Linked DNA regions of Pan troglodytes: region 2 is linked to region 1. Evidence: chromatin contacts called from public HiChIP or PLAC-seq data. All regions are on one chromosome and are shown on one strand. Each heading gives the region's core, a stretch centred on a gene start, on an enhancer-like site or on the middle of the called end of the contact. The rest is flanking DNA. Distances are from core to core; before and after follow the strand shown. Region 1 holds the start of LOC107975008 (translation initiation factor IF-2). Region 2 holds the start of CEP162 (centrosomal protein 162).

Evidence for each region. HiChIP or PLAC-seq counts read pairs in DNA pulled down with a chosen protein or histone mark.
Region 2: a contact with region 1 is called in an H3K4me3 HiChIP or PLAC-seq map of stem cell-derived excitatory neurons, with 5 times the contacts expected there. The contact joins the promoter of CEP162 here to the promoter of LOC107975008 in region 1. A contact is called at or near these places in 1 of 7 Hi-C or Micro-C datasets (induced pluripotent stem cells) and 1 of 1 datasets of contacts at active chromatin or transcription factors (stem cell-derived excitatory neurons).

What each region holds. Positions count from the first base shown.
Region 1 is chr5:95,729,666-95,736,175 of NHGRI_mPanTro3-v2.0_pri, forward strand. LOC107975008 (translation initiation factor IF-2) reads left to right here and starts at 2,233. Exons shown (of 4, transcript XM_063813272.1): 1 at 2,233-2,465; 2 at 2,567-3,035. The coding sequence starts at 2,233. SNAP91 (synaptosome associated protein 91) reads right to left here and starts at 2,757. Exons shown (of 27, transcript XM_054686123.2): 1 at 2,642-2,757; 2 at 1,114-1,273. The coding sequence starts at 1,243.
Region 2 is chr5:96,247,830-96,253,771 of NHGRI_mPanTro3-v2.0_pri, forward strand. It overlaps CEP162 (centrosomal protein 162), which reads right to left and starts at 3,415. Exons shown (of 27, transcript XM_003311371.6): 1 at 3,092-3,415; 2 at 1,849-1,964. The coding sequence starts at 1,905.

The sequences.
Region 1 (6,510 bases), core at 983-3,482:
GCAGGAAAAAGACCCAAGACCAAAAAAACCCAGAAGATGGGCAAAGGAAGCCAGCTGAGGAAATGGCTGTGGCCATACCTATGTCTCTCATGCCAACATTTACCTTTACCAAAAACATCACAATAGAACAGAAGATCCTAAGCAGGTCAAGAGAACTAAATAGCAACTGCTGAACATACACTCATATAGCCTGACTTATGAAAAGCCTCACCACCCAAAGCAGGTGAAAGCCTTTTTCTTTTCTAAGTGCCTCTGTTTATCCTTCGGTGACAAAAGATTTACTGTTAATTAAGGTATTTCAGAAATATATAGATTCCAGAGTAGAATAAAGCCTTTTCCATCAAATAACCAGTTACAAAAACAATATTAAGAATTACATGGTTTCATCTAAAATTGCACCATCTCAGATGCTGGGGAAGTACATCCATTTTGTGACCATAGCATAGTCATCTCACCCAGCATTTTCTGAGAATGGGACAAAGTGTGCCAGGATGTGTAAAATGAAATTGCCATAGCTATGAAGTCCAATTTCCTCATTCAGTACCTTGAATTTATTTCAGTTTGGTATGGTAACATATCACACACACACACACACACACACACCCATACTCACAAAAACAATCCTCAGGAGCAACACTTAAAAAGATTATACTACCTTAGAACTATCTGAAATGTATTTAGGAAAGAACTAGGGTGACAAGTTTGACCTTCCATAAATTCATCTTTTTTTTTTTTTTGACTGTGCAACCTCTAATTTCCTCTAATTTGGAGAAGGGAGGGTGGGTGGAGAAAGAAAAAAAGGTGAAAAACATCTAATTCAGAGTGTACAATCTCTCTCTTGTGTGTGTGTGTATATATGTGTGTGTGTGTGTGTGTATTTTTCCCCCTCCACCAAGACCTTGGAGGTCAATAAGAGGAAAAAATGGCTCACAAGACAAGGTTTCATGGCTAACCCAAGGGAACACCTTCACAGCTGAAGAATTTCAGCTCAGGGGCAACCTGGCTGGGAGTATAAGAGGCCGCAGCATTATTGACCAAGAGCGCAGGCCGCACCACCAGCATCCCAGGCGCCTCTGCCGTGCGCATGTCCCTCTTATATAAAGAGATGCTTACAGTCCAGGTGCTTTTTCTTGGGGCCCATCACTTCATGAGTAGTGGCTTTGCAGACCGCTCTTGCTACAGCAGAGCCTGTCACGCTGTACTGAGCGGCGGCGATCCGATCCGTGAGCGTTTGGCCCGACATCTTCTCTGGTCGCGTCTACCGCCTCCTCTTCTGCAGGAAACAAGGGGAGACGGTCCGGCTTTAATCCGCAGACCCTACCCTCCAAGAACCCAGGCCTTGCCTCCTCCAGCCGCGCGGCGGCTCTCTCCTCCTCCATCCCCACCCTGGCACCACCTCTCGGAGCCAGCAACGCGCCAAGCCCCGCTCCTGCGATGCGGTCCAGGGAGTCTTGGCCGTGAGTTGGGCCGTCACGGAACCCCAGCGTGGGCTCCAGTCGCAGCATCGTGACACCGTCCCCATTCTCCGCCGGCCCCCACATAGGGCCAGACTCACCCCCTGGGGACCCCCCTGTCAATCAGCACTTTCTCCGCAACCTGACCCGCGGGTGCTGGACTAGCCACAACGTGCGTCGGGGTTATTCCCTGGGCGCCGCAGCCACCGGTGCCCATCTCCCACCTCAGCAGACTTTCCTCCTAGCAGCCCGCAGGCTTCGGGGAATGCATCGGATACCCAAGCCCTGGCTGCCTCCCTCCTCCTCCTCGCGCTGCTGCAGCAAAGGGCTCGTCCTCCCTCAGTCGCGAAGGAGATTATCTTAGCGTTGCGCCATGTTATGCCCTCGCCTCCCCTTCCTTCCTCGCCGCCGGCTCCAAAGCCTCGCCGAGGCCCATCGCCCGGGCCCCTTCCCCCCGGTTCCAAATCCCTGCCGCAGGGGCCGCCCGGGAGCTCTGCGGAGGCGCCGGAGTCTTGGGGCGCCTCACCCTTCCTGGCTTTGGAGCGGAGCCGGGCTGACAGCGAAGCCCAGTCCCCCGCCCGCCCTGGAGCGCTCCGCGGAGCTGTCACTCGGCCTCTGCCCTTCTCCGCACCCTGGGATTATCCTCTGCGGATCCCCGCGCGACCCTGGCGCGGGGAGGGGGCCGAGTACGGCCGCGGGTACTCACCCCGCCCCTGAGCGGCGCCGCCCGCCGCAGGATGAGCGGAGCCCGAGCCGCTGAGGGAAGCCGCGCCGGTGGATGTGTGCGACCGCGCGCAGCCCCGGTGCCCCCGGGCGCAAAGTCTCCAGCCCTGGCCGGGGCCCGCTCCTCAGCTCCGCGGTCCCGGCGCCCACCGCCCCTGGCCCCTGGCCCCAGAAGCCAGTACCCGCCCGCCGCCGCCTCTTCTGCCAGCGCCGCCGCGTCTCTCTAGCGCTCCGAGCTGCGTCCCCATCCCCGCCCCCACCTCAGCTGTGGCTCCTCCGACGAGTCAGGTGACGGCGGCGGACAAACCCGGACGAGCCCTAGGCGGAGCGCCTCGCGGCCCCCTCCCGGCTACTCACACACACCGCCCCCCGGGGCCGGGAGCTTAAAGGCGAGGGGGCGCCTCGCGCAAGCATCCCCGGCAAGCGGGCGGGGAGAAGAAGGAGGCGGGGAGGCCGACACCCACCCAGCCAGCGGCTCTCCGCTGGGCGCCGGGCCGCCCCTCCGCTGCTGGCGCCGCACCCGGCACGCACTGGGCTCGCGCACCACGCACACCTGCCCGCCGACTGCGGGGGGAGCCCTGGGCGGTGGGGGCGTTGGCCAAGACGGGCGAGTGGGCTTCTCGGGTTCTACTCTGTGAAGGCCAAGGCAAGGGCGTCGTCGCGCGCTGCCTGGCGGAGCCCAGCCCCTTCCCCACACTGTCGCTGACACGCCCGCCTGTCAAAGGCTCCGAGGCCCAGATGAGCAGGGCGATTTTAAATGTCAGATCCTGCCGGCCATCCGCGACCGTCACCTGTGCGTCTTCAGCTCCTCAGGCTCCTCCGCTTGTCTCAGTTACAACTGGGAGCCCGGGTGGGCAGGTAATTCTAGCCACTTTAGTCTTAAACGGATACTGAGGTCTGCTGAAGGGAGAATAATTAACACAGCCATTAATCGAGTCCCAGATTACCTTCGACAGTAATCATTTGCGTGCATAAAGAAAACCCTTTGTACCCTTAAGAAGTAATTTCTGCCAATTAAATATAGTGTTGGAACGTCCGTCAATTGTATGTCAAGTGTATATTCGAATAGTAAGCAGGAATTTCTAAACAGGGATGTGGAGTTGGTTAATAGCTTCACGTGTTGACATTTTCAAAGGTTGTTATTTATGTTCACCTTTTTTTTTAATTCTCACAGTAGCATTAAGATCAAAACTATATTTGTGAGCTTTCCTGACATTTTTTCTCCTTGCTTCGGGTGGCTTCTGCTCGGCCTTGAAGCCATATATCGATACCTATCGATCTCAACGTTTTGTTATATATTCCTCTCTTTCACCTGGTACAGTGTTCAGTATGCAGTCATGATTTCCTAACTACTGAGACTGATTCTAGGACTAATTGGAAGCTTAATGACTAAAGAGAGACAGCTTAAGAGCACTATTGTCTCAAGTACTAGTCTTACCATATTTACAAGGGAAATAAAAACGCAATTCTATTAAAAAAAAACTTGTACTCCAGTTTTATAGCAGCTTAATATAATGGCCCCAAACTGGAGGAAAGCCAAATGTTATTCTACTAGTAAATGAATAAACAAAATATGGTATATCCACATAATGGAATACTACTTAGCAATAACAAGAAACAAACTAATACCATTCATGAATCTCAAATTCATTAGACGAAGGGAAAGAAGCTCTATCAAAAATTCTACTTATTATTTTGATTTCATTTATGTAACATTCTGGAAAAGTCAAAACTATAGAAACAGAAAACACATCAGGTGCCGAGTCAGGTGACGGTGGCATTGGGGGAGGGGACTGCAAAGGGGCAGAAGGAAACTTTTTGGAGAGATGGAAATGTTTTATATCGTGACGGTGATGATGATTATACAGCTGCATGTATCTCTCAAAACTCATCATTTTGTACACTTAAAATTGGTGAATTTTGTTGTTTGTTAATTATACCTCAATATAATCTGATAGAGTTGGGAGTGGCAATATTAATATCAAAGTAGGTTTTACAATAAGGAATATTAATAGCAATAAACAGGCACATTTCCTAATGAAAAATTCGTTAAGAGCATGGAACAATTCTACGTGTTTGTATATCTAAGAACAGAGCTTCAAAATAGGACGAAGCAAAACCTAATAGCATTAAAAGGAGAAACAGGCAAATCCACAATTATACTTGAGGATTTCAGCACTTTTCTCTATGTAATAAATAGGACAAGTAGACAGGAAACCTGTAAGGGTGTAGATGACTTGAAATAGCCCTGTAGGCCGGACGCGGTTGGCTCATGCTTGTAATCCCCAGCACTTTGGGAGGCCGAGCCGGGCAGATCATGAGGTTAGGAGATCAAGACCATCCTGGCTAACACGGTGAAACCCCGTCTCTACTAAAAATACAAAAAAAAAAAAAAAAAAAAAATTAGCTGGGCGTGGTGGTGGGTGCCTGTAGCCCCAGCTACTCAGGAGGCTGAGGCAGGAGAATGGCGTGAACCCGGGAGGCGGAGCTTGCAGTGAGCAGACATTGCGCCACTGCACTTCAGCCGGGGTGACAGAGCGAGACTCTGTCTCACAAAAAAAAAAAAAAAAAAAAAGAAATAATCCTGCAGACCAACTTGACCTAATTGACATTTATAAAATAGTCCACCCAACAGTAGTGGAATACTTTCTTAAAGTGTGCATGGAATATTCACCAAGATTGACCATACTGACTGATCCTAAGCCATGAAGCTAGTCTCAATAAATTTAAAAGGATTATAATCATACACATTATGTTCTCTTACCACAGTGGAATTTAACTAAAAATCGGTGACAGATAGATATATGGAAATCTCTAAATATTTGGTAATTAAACAACACATTCCAAATAACCCATAGGTCTAATTTTCTCATAAGAAAATTGGAAATTTATTTGAACTAAATAATAATGAAAATCCAACATATCAAAATTTGTGGGTTGCAGGCAAAGTGGTGATTAGAGGCAAATTTATAGCATTAAAATGCTTAGGAATGAAGAAATATCTAAAAATATTTATTTAAGTTTGAACCTTAAGACACTAGAAAAAGAATAAATTGAATTCAACATGAGCAGAAAGAAGGAAGTAACAAAGAGTACAAATCAATGAAAGAGAAAATGACAAATAATAGATAAAATCAATTAAACCAAAAGCCATTTTTTGGAAAAGATCACAAAATGGATAACCCCACTAGCCAGATTGAGCAAGGAAAAAATAAGATGGCAAAAATTTCCAATTTTAGGAGTGAAAGGAGAAATCAATTCTATGGACATTAAAAAATAAGAGAATGTTATAAACAACATTGTGCAATAAGTTGGACAATTTACATAAAATGAGGAAGTAGTATAAAATAATGGTTCTCCAACAGTCCAATAATGATGTAATGTCACATATGTTGCTATTAGTTAAGAGGTTTTGAGCAAATAACATGTTTCCAATAATAATTAAAATAATACAATCTGTGAATGATTTATTTTTGAAAATAGATTGGAATGGGTTCAAAGTCAATCCTATAATAGTGTGCAGTTACATACAATACACTGGGAAGTATTTGAAGCCAGAGCTTATTCTTGGTATGCTACCCATGTCTCTGGTACTATACATGGGAGAATATCCCACACATAAACATCCTGACACAGTGTTAGCAGAATGTTTGAAAATCCCTCAACTATAGAAGTATCATATTCTTATAATAAATAATCAATAAATAATGTCAAGGATGGAACCAATATATGAAATGTGGGTTGTTTTGGAAGATCTTAATGAGCGTTGAAAATAGTAGCATATTTTCAGTGGCAAGGATTTGGCGATGCTGGCTTCTTACAGCCAGGAAAATCTAGAGTTACATCCATGAATGTTATATACTAAAGTGAAAGAAAGAAAATAGACTAAAAGAAAGAAATATATTGAGATAAAAAATTACTTGTTGACATGTTCTCTTTGAAGGCACAGGAACGTAATAAATGATATTCAATAAATCTTAGGCAAGAATAAGAATTGACATTTAATATTTTACAAGTTGAAATATCTTTGATCTCAGTGGTCAGAAAATAGGGTAATTATAATAAACACCCCAAACTGCTTTTTAAAAATACATATTGAGGCTGGTGCGGTGGCTCATTCCTGTAATCCCAGCACTTTAAGAGGCGGAGGCCAGCAGATCACTTGAGGTCAGGAGTTTGAGACCAGGATGGCCAACATGGTGAAACCCCGCCTCTACTAAAAATACACAAAATTAGCCGGGCATGGTGGTGTGTGCCTGTAGTCCCAGCTACTGGGGAAGCTGAGTCCCAAGAATCGCTTCAAGAAGTTGCGGTGAGCTGAGATCATGCCACT
Region 2 (5,942 bases), core at 2,165-4,664, 520 kb after region 1:
AATTGATTGTGGTGATGGTTACATAACTCTGAAACCACAGAACTGCACATTTAAAATGGGTGAATTAAATGGTTATGTGAATTCCTAAAAAATAAAGATATATAAACTATGTCTTTGAATAAATTGTTTGAACAATAATTTATCAAAGTGAGAAAAGTTAGCATGACTCTAAAATCATGACTTTCACAGTAAAAAAAAAATGACACATTGCAACTGAGGATGGATATAAGAGGAAGAGAGGCAGAGACAGAAGGGTGGGGGAAGGAGAGTGTTGGAGAATGTGTGTGCTGGAAGGATGGTAAATGAGGGAAGAATAAAAACATCTTCTAGAAGGCCTGTTCTGCTATCTTTTACAATAAAAATCATTCCTATAAATTTAATTTTCAAAATGTGTCTGTATTTGAAATTTTAAAAAATCAACTTTTCAAATGATAAATGAAACTTATTCCAAGTGCCTATTACATCTTGACAATTGGTAGATGCTTTTTTTAATCCTTAAAACAATTCTACAAAGAAGGCATTATTTTTCCATGAGACGGATAATGAAAGTGAAGTTTTTTTGTACTACATTAAACTCCCTTTTTTAACAAGAATGTATAACGTATAATAGCTTAAAATGTGACTCTCTTGAATGCTCTACAAGTCCCCTCCATTTATATAAATAGAGTTTTATGCATCGCTTAATTATGGGGATATGTTCTGAGAAATGGGATTTCATCATAGGAGCATCATAGAGTATATTTACACAAACCTAGATGGCTCCATGGTATAGCCTACTCCACACCTAGGCTATATGGTATAGCTTATTGCTCCTGGGTTACAAAGCTGTTCAGCATGTACTGTACTGAATCCTGCAGGCAACTGTAACACAATGGCAAGCATTTGTGTATCTAAACATAGAAAAGTAAACATATGGTACAAAAGATTAAAAAGATACACCTTTATAGGGCAGCCCCATTATAATCTTACAGAACCATTGTTGTATATGTGGTCTGTTGCAGACCAAAACATCTTTATGAGGTGCATGACTGTACACAGAACGTGGTATAACCATTTAATATGCTCATTCAAATATTTATTAAGTATTTATTAGGTACTGTAGATATAGTAGTGAACATGTTGATATATAATAGCAATGAACATAGAGTCATCACATTACAGACCATACATTCTTATAATGGGAAGCAGAAAACAGACCCATACGAGAAAAATAATTAATGTGCTAAGTGCTATAAAAAGAATTAAATACATACTAGATTAAGAAGTGACTTTGTGTTTACCTTTTACTGGATAAACAGAAGAAGCCTCTCTGAAGTGGTGATATTTAAGTTAAGATTTTCACCAGCCAGGTAAAGAGTAAGGGAGGAGCATTATTGGCAGAGGGAACAGTGAGTGCAAAGCTCCTAAGGTGAAATGAGCTTGCAATGTCTGGGAAAGAAAAAAGGCCACTGTGGAATAAATAAAGTGGATGAAAGAGGGATATGAAGGTAGTGAGATATGTAAGAGTGAAATCATGAAAGGCTTTAAAACCACGGTAAGCAGTTTTTTGTTTTTTGTTTTTTTTTTTTCTACATGTGATGGGAGACCAATAGAGTCTTTTACTGGGGAGGAACAGAGTCTGACTGCAGTGTGGTGAAAGGAATGCTGGACTCTGAGTTGGGAACTGCTGCAATAGCCCAGTTGAGATGATGGCACTGAACTAGCAGTGGCAGAAAACGGACAGAGCTAGAGGGATGATGGGAATTCAGAGTTTGGTGATGGACTAACTGTATCTTCGAAATGACAGAATTGAAGGATGAGTCTTTTGAGACAAATTTGACAATATAGCTTTTAAAAATATAAACTTACCTCTTTCATAAACTGTTCAAACTCTTCATCTAGCTCTTCTTGGGAACAGTTAGCCATAGTCAACAATTTTGACCTCCCAAAGTAGACATTCTAAAGTACCTCAAACATTGGAAACACTAAATGACAAGAGACATAAACATCTTTTGAGGAAATCCACCAGATCATGAACACGACCAGACTTAAACTTCGGACATTTTTTATGATTCAGTATATATGCACAATTTTTTTTTAACCAGTAAGAGCTGGTCAAGAGATTCCTAATTCATTAAGCAAACTGATTTGGAAAAGCAGCTTTGACAGGATGTCTTGTACTCAACGTTCAGAATTATGTTTTCATCTGTTAACATCCAATTGTTAAAGAGTGGTCTCTACAATATTTCCCAAACCTATGTTTGTGTGTATGTGTTAATTAGTACCTCTCAAACACAAACCAGGTCCTCACAGGGAATCTTAAAAACTATAAGTTAGCAAATCCAAAGGACTGTTTCTTTCTTGCAAAGCACACGACAGAGTTTGTGCTGCCTTATCACTCGGCTCGTTATTTTACCAATCCATAGTAATAGTTTCGTAAAGCAGACTGCAGTTTCGTAAAGCAGACTGTATCCAGATACGGGGATGTTTCAAAATATACACAAATAGAATTTAGTAAGAATTAGTAATTTAGTCAAAATACTTAAAGAATACTTAAGTTAATGGAGTACACAAATCAGTACTATGTTTCTTTTGAAGCGAGGGAAGACCGACAAAAATTATGCGCTGAACACAAGCAGAATCCAGTGATTTGCAACGGAAAGCGTTCCCCTCGACACCTAATGAACCCAACCTTGGGTCGACCCCCAGCTCCTGAACTCCCTAGAGCAGCTCAAATCCCAGCTTTCTTCTGTAGAGATGGGGGAGGGGAAGAGGGCTTGCAGAACCAGACAATACCCTCCCCATCGTGCAGCATAACACCTCTTCCCCTCATTAGCACTTTCGATCAGTTCAGGGTAAGTGCGGTTAAGGTCTTGGCCTGAATAGCTTGGTCAGGGGTGAGCTCCACTAAAAGCTTCTCAAGCCTGGCTGCGACCCCGTCCCCAGAAGCGCGGGTTCGGGAATTGGAGGGAAGACAAAGACGCATTTGCCGTGGGCTCCGGGCGGAGAAGGGGAATGACCCGGAAAACTAAAGCCCTTCGCTCGAGTATGAAGCACGACCTCGACCAGGGCGATTTGGGTGGGAAACCAGCGTTCACACCTTACCACCTACCTCTGCCTCTGAATTCCGCGCTTTCCCGGAAGGTCTTTGCGGGTCTACCAGTAGTCAGGGTAACAGACTTCAGCTGCCGGGTTCTGGAGTCACATGACCCGGGCTGGTCACGTGGGCCGTGGGTTTCCCAATGCCTTTACAAGCGAAGGTCGGAATAACCACGGCTGAGAAAGACACTCTAGTGGCTAAACCTTCGCTGCTGCAGTGAAATGCCTTTCCTTCCCTGGCTTTCCCTACGTTCCTTAGAAAAGGGGACAGCGGCAAACCGGTTACTGGAGAAGCGAGACGGAGGCTTCCAGCGGGCTTGGAGGGCGCGGTGGTTGTAGCCCAGCCCGTGGCTTTCTGGGAAATGTAGTTTAGCTCCCCTGGTCCTTGTGTTTCCGCACTCTGCATCTTCGCCTCCCGCCTTCCCCACACTTGTCATTCGAGCGCTCTGTTTTTCCAAGGGGCAATTTTGAAAAGATTGAATTTCTTGGATTTCTTTGGCCTGCAAAGACCTGTGTAGGCGTTGTGAGAGAAACACAAACCTGTGAGGAAAAAAACTGTCGTTTAGATGGGGACTCTGTTCCACCACCTAGTGGGCAAGAAATCGAAAATACGCAAACAGCAAGATTCTTACTAAGTTATTGCTCCTCCCGCTACCCCTACTTTTCAAAACTGCATTCTTTACTGGCATTTCACAATTACTGACTTGGATTTTGTTTTCTATTTCTTTTCTTTTTTCAAAGCATGCAACATTAGCTGGAGTTTCAGAGGACAACATTTAGCATAGTGTAAGTAAAATCTACAACAGCTGCAGGTTTTGCTGATGGTAGACTTAGTTCAGGACCTCATCTTTAGCTAGAACTGTTTATTCATCAAGTCTTTTTTTGCAATACAAATATGTACAAACCAGGAGCTGTGGACTATGATGCAAATATGAATAATAAAAGAAATATCTTAAGCCACCATTTATTGAGAAGTTGACTTCCTGCCACCTTCTATCAAAGACTTACCTTCCCACATATGATCTAGAGCCTTTACCCATTCTTCTTCTCACTGATCTTGTTCCACTGGTCATTTCCCCTTAATCCTGTATCTTCGACTTCTGGCTGGCTGTGGGATTTTTCCCAACAGCATTTGAACATGCCTTGAGATCCCCACCTAAAACATCACTTCTGACACATTCTCTTCATTCTATTATTTCCCAGTGGTTGAAATGATCTCTCTCCTCACCTTACTTGCCAATCTTTTCTGAGGAATTATTTCCACTTTACCTCCCTTTTGTCAGACCTTTTAATCCTGTCTCTGTGTGTGTAAGTGTACATATATGACAGCACTTTATTTGATCTCCCAATACTATTTGATACACTTGTCTCTTCTCTCTTTCTTGGTTTTTCTTTCACATTTATAGCCTCCCCTCAAGGGTTTTCACTGTCTCTGTCTATCCTAGCTGACCTCTAAATGTTAGAATTTCTTTTCTTTTCTTCTTTTTCTTTTTTTCTTTTCTTTCTTTCTTTTTTTTTTATTTCTATTTTTTTGAGACGGAGTCTTGCTCTGTCACCCAGGCTGGAGTACAATGGTGCGATCTCGGCTCACTGCAACCTCCACCTCCGGGGTTCAACTGATTCTCCTGCCTCAGCCTCCCGAGTAACTGGGATTACAGGTGCCCACCACCACACCTGGCTAATTTTGTGTTTTTAGTAGAGACGGAGTTTCACCATGTTAGTCAGGCTAGTCTTGAACTCCTGATCTGCCCACCTTGGCCTCCCAAAGTGTTGGGATTACAGGTGTGAGCCACCGCGCCTGGCCAATGTTAGAATTTCTTAGGGCTTATTTCTGGACTCTTATTCTGTCACACTTCATGGTACTTCCATACACCTACTCATTCAAGACAGAAATCTGGGAGTTCCCTCTCTCCCATATTCTATTCGTCAAGACTTGTTGGTGCTACCTCCAAAATGTGTCTCTATTCTGTTCATTTTACATCCTAATTACTAATGACAGAGGCATCTTTTCCTCTTGTCTGAACTGCTTCATTAGCCTTCTAACAAGTTTCTCTATTTCTACTCCTATCCTCGTCTAACCCATTGTCTACACAATAGAAAATGTGATAATTTGAAAATGTAAATCAGGTTACTCCATTGCTGAAAATCCTACAATGATTTCTCTCTGTATTTGTACTAAAATCCAAATATCTACAAGGACTTGCATGGTATGGTCGGCACTACTCTCTTCTACAGCCTCCTCTCACCCCCACTCACCAAGGCATGCAGAATTATTTGCAGCTCTGGTACAGAGTTCAGTCCTATTGAGGTTAGAATTGGAGCTTTGGTATAAGGAGTGGAAGATGAATGTTACTGTGTCTAAAGAGTGAATAATCATTTTGTCTCTATGCATAAACCTACAAAACTTATGCTTATAGGATCCAAGAGTTTGTTATGCTGAATTGTGGAAGGGATGTCACTAAATTTTTGGTACTGAATTGAATTGTTATACATTTTTCAAAATAATAGTCATTAAAAGAATGATTAATAATTTTTGAGAGTTTACACTGTGCTGTATACTATTGTATTCATTTTTATAAAATGAATTGACCTCATGACCCATAATTTAAAACACCATTTAATACTAGCTCTCATCATAAATATGTATCTAAAATGTCAATGAAATGGCTACTTTAGTAGTTAAATCACTCTGGGTAGCATCAAAGTTTCCTACTTTTAGATTCTCCATAATTGTTACAGGTTTCTCAATCATTATGTGTTTCTTTTTGTGTTTCCTAGAATGATATGAAATTTGATTTATATTTGGTGTTTATCCAGCTCTCTAGTGAGGTTCTAGAGGGGGAGACTGTACCTCAAGCCTTATA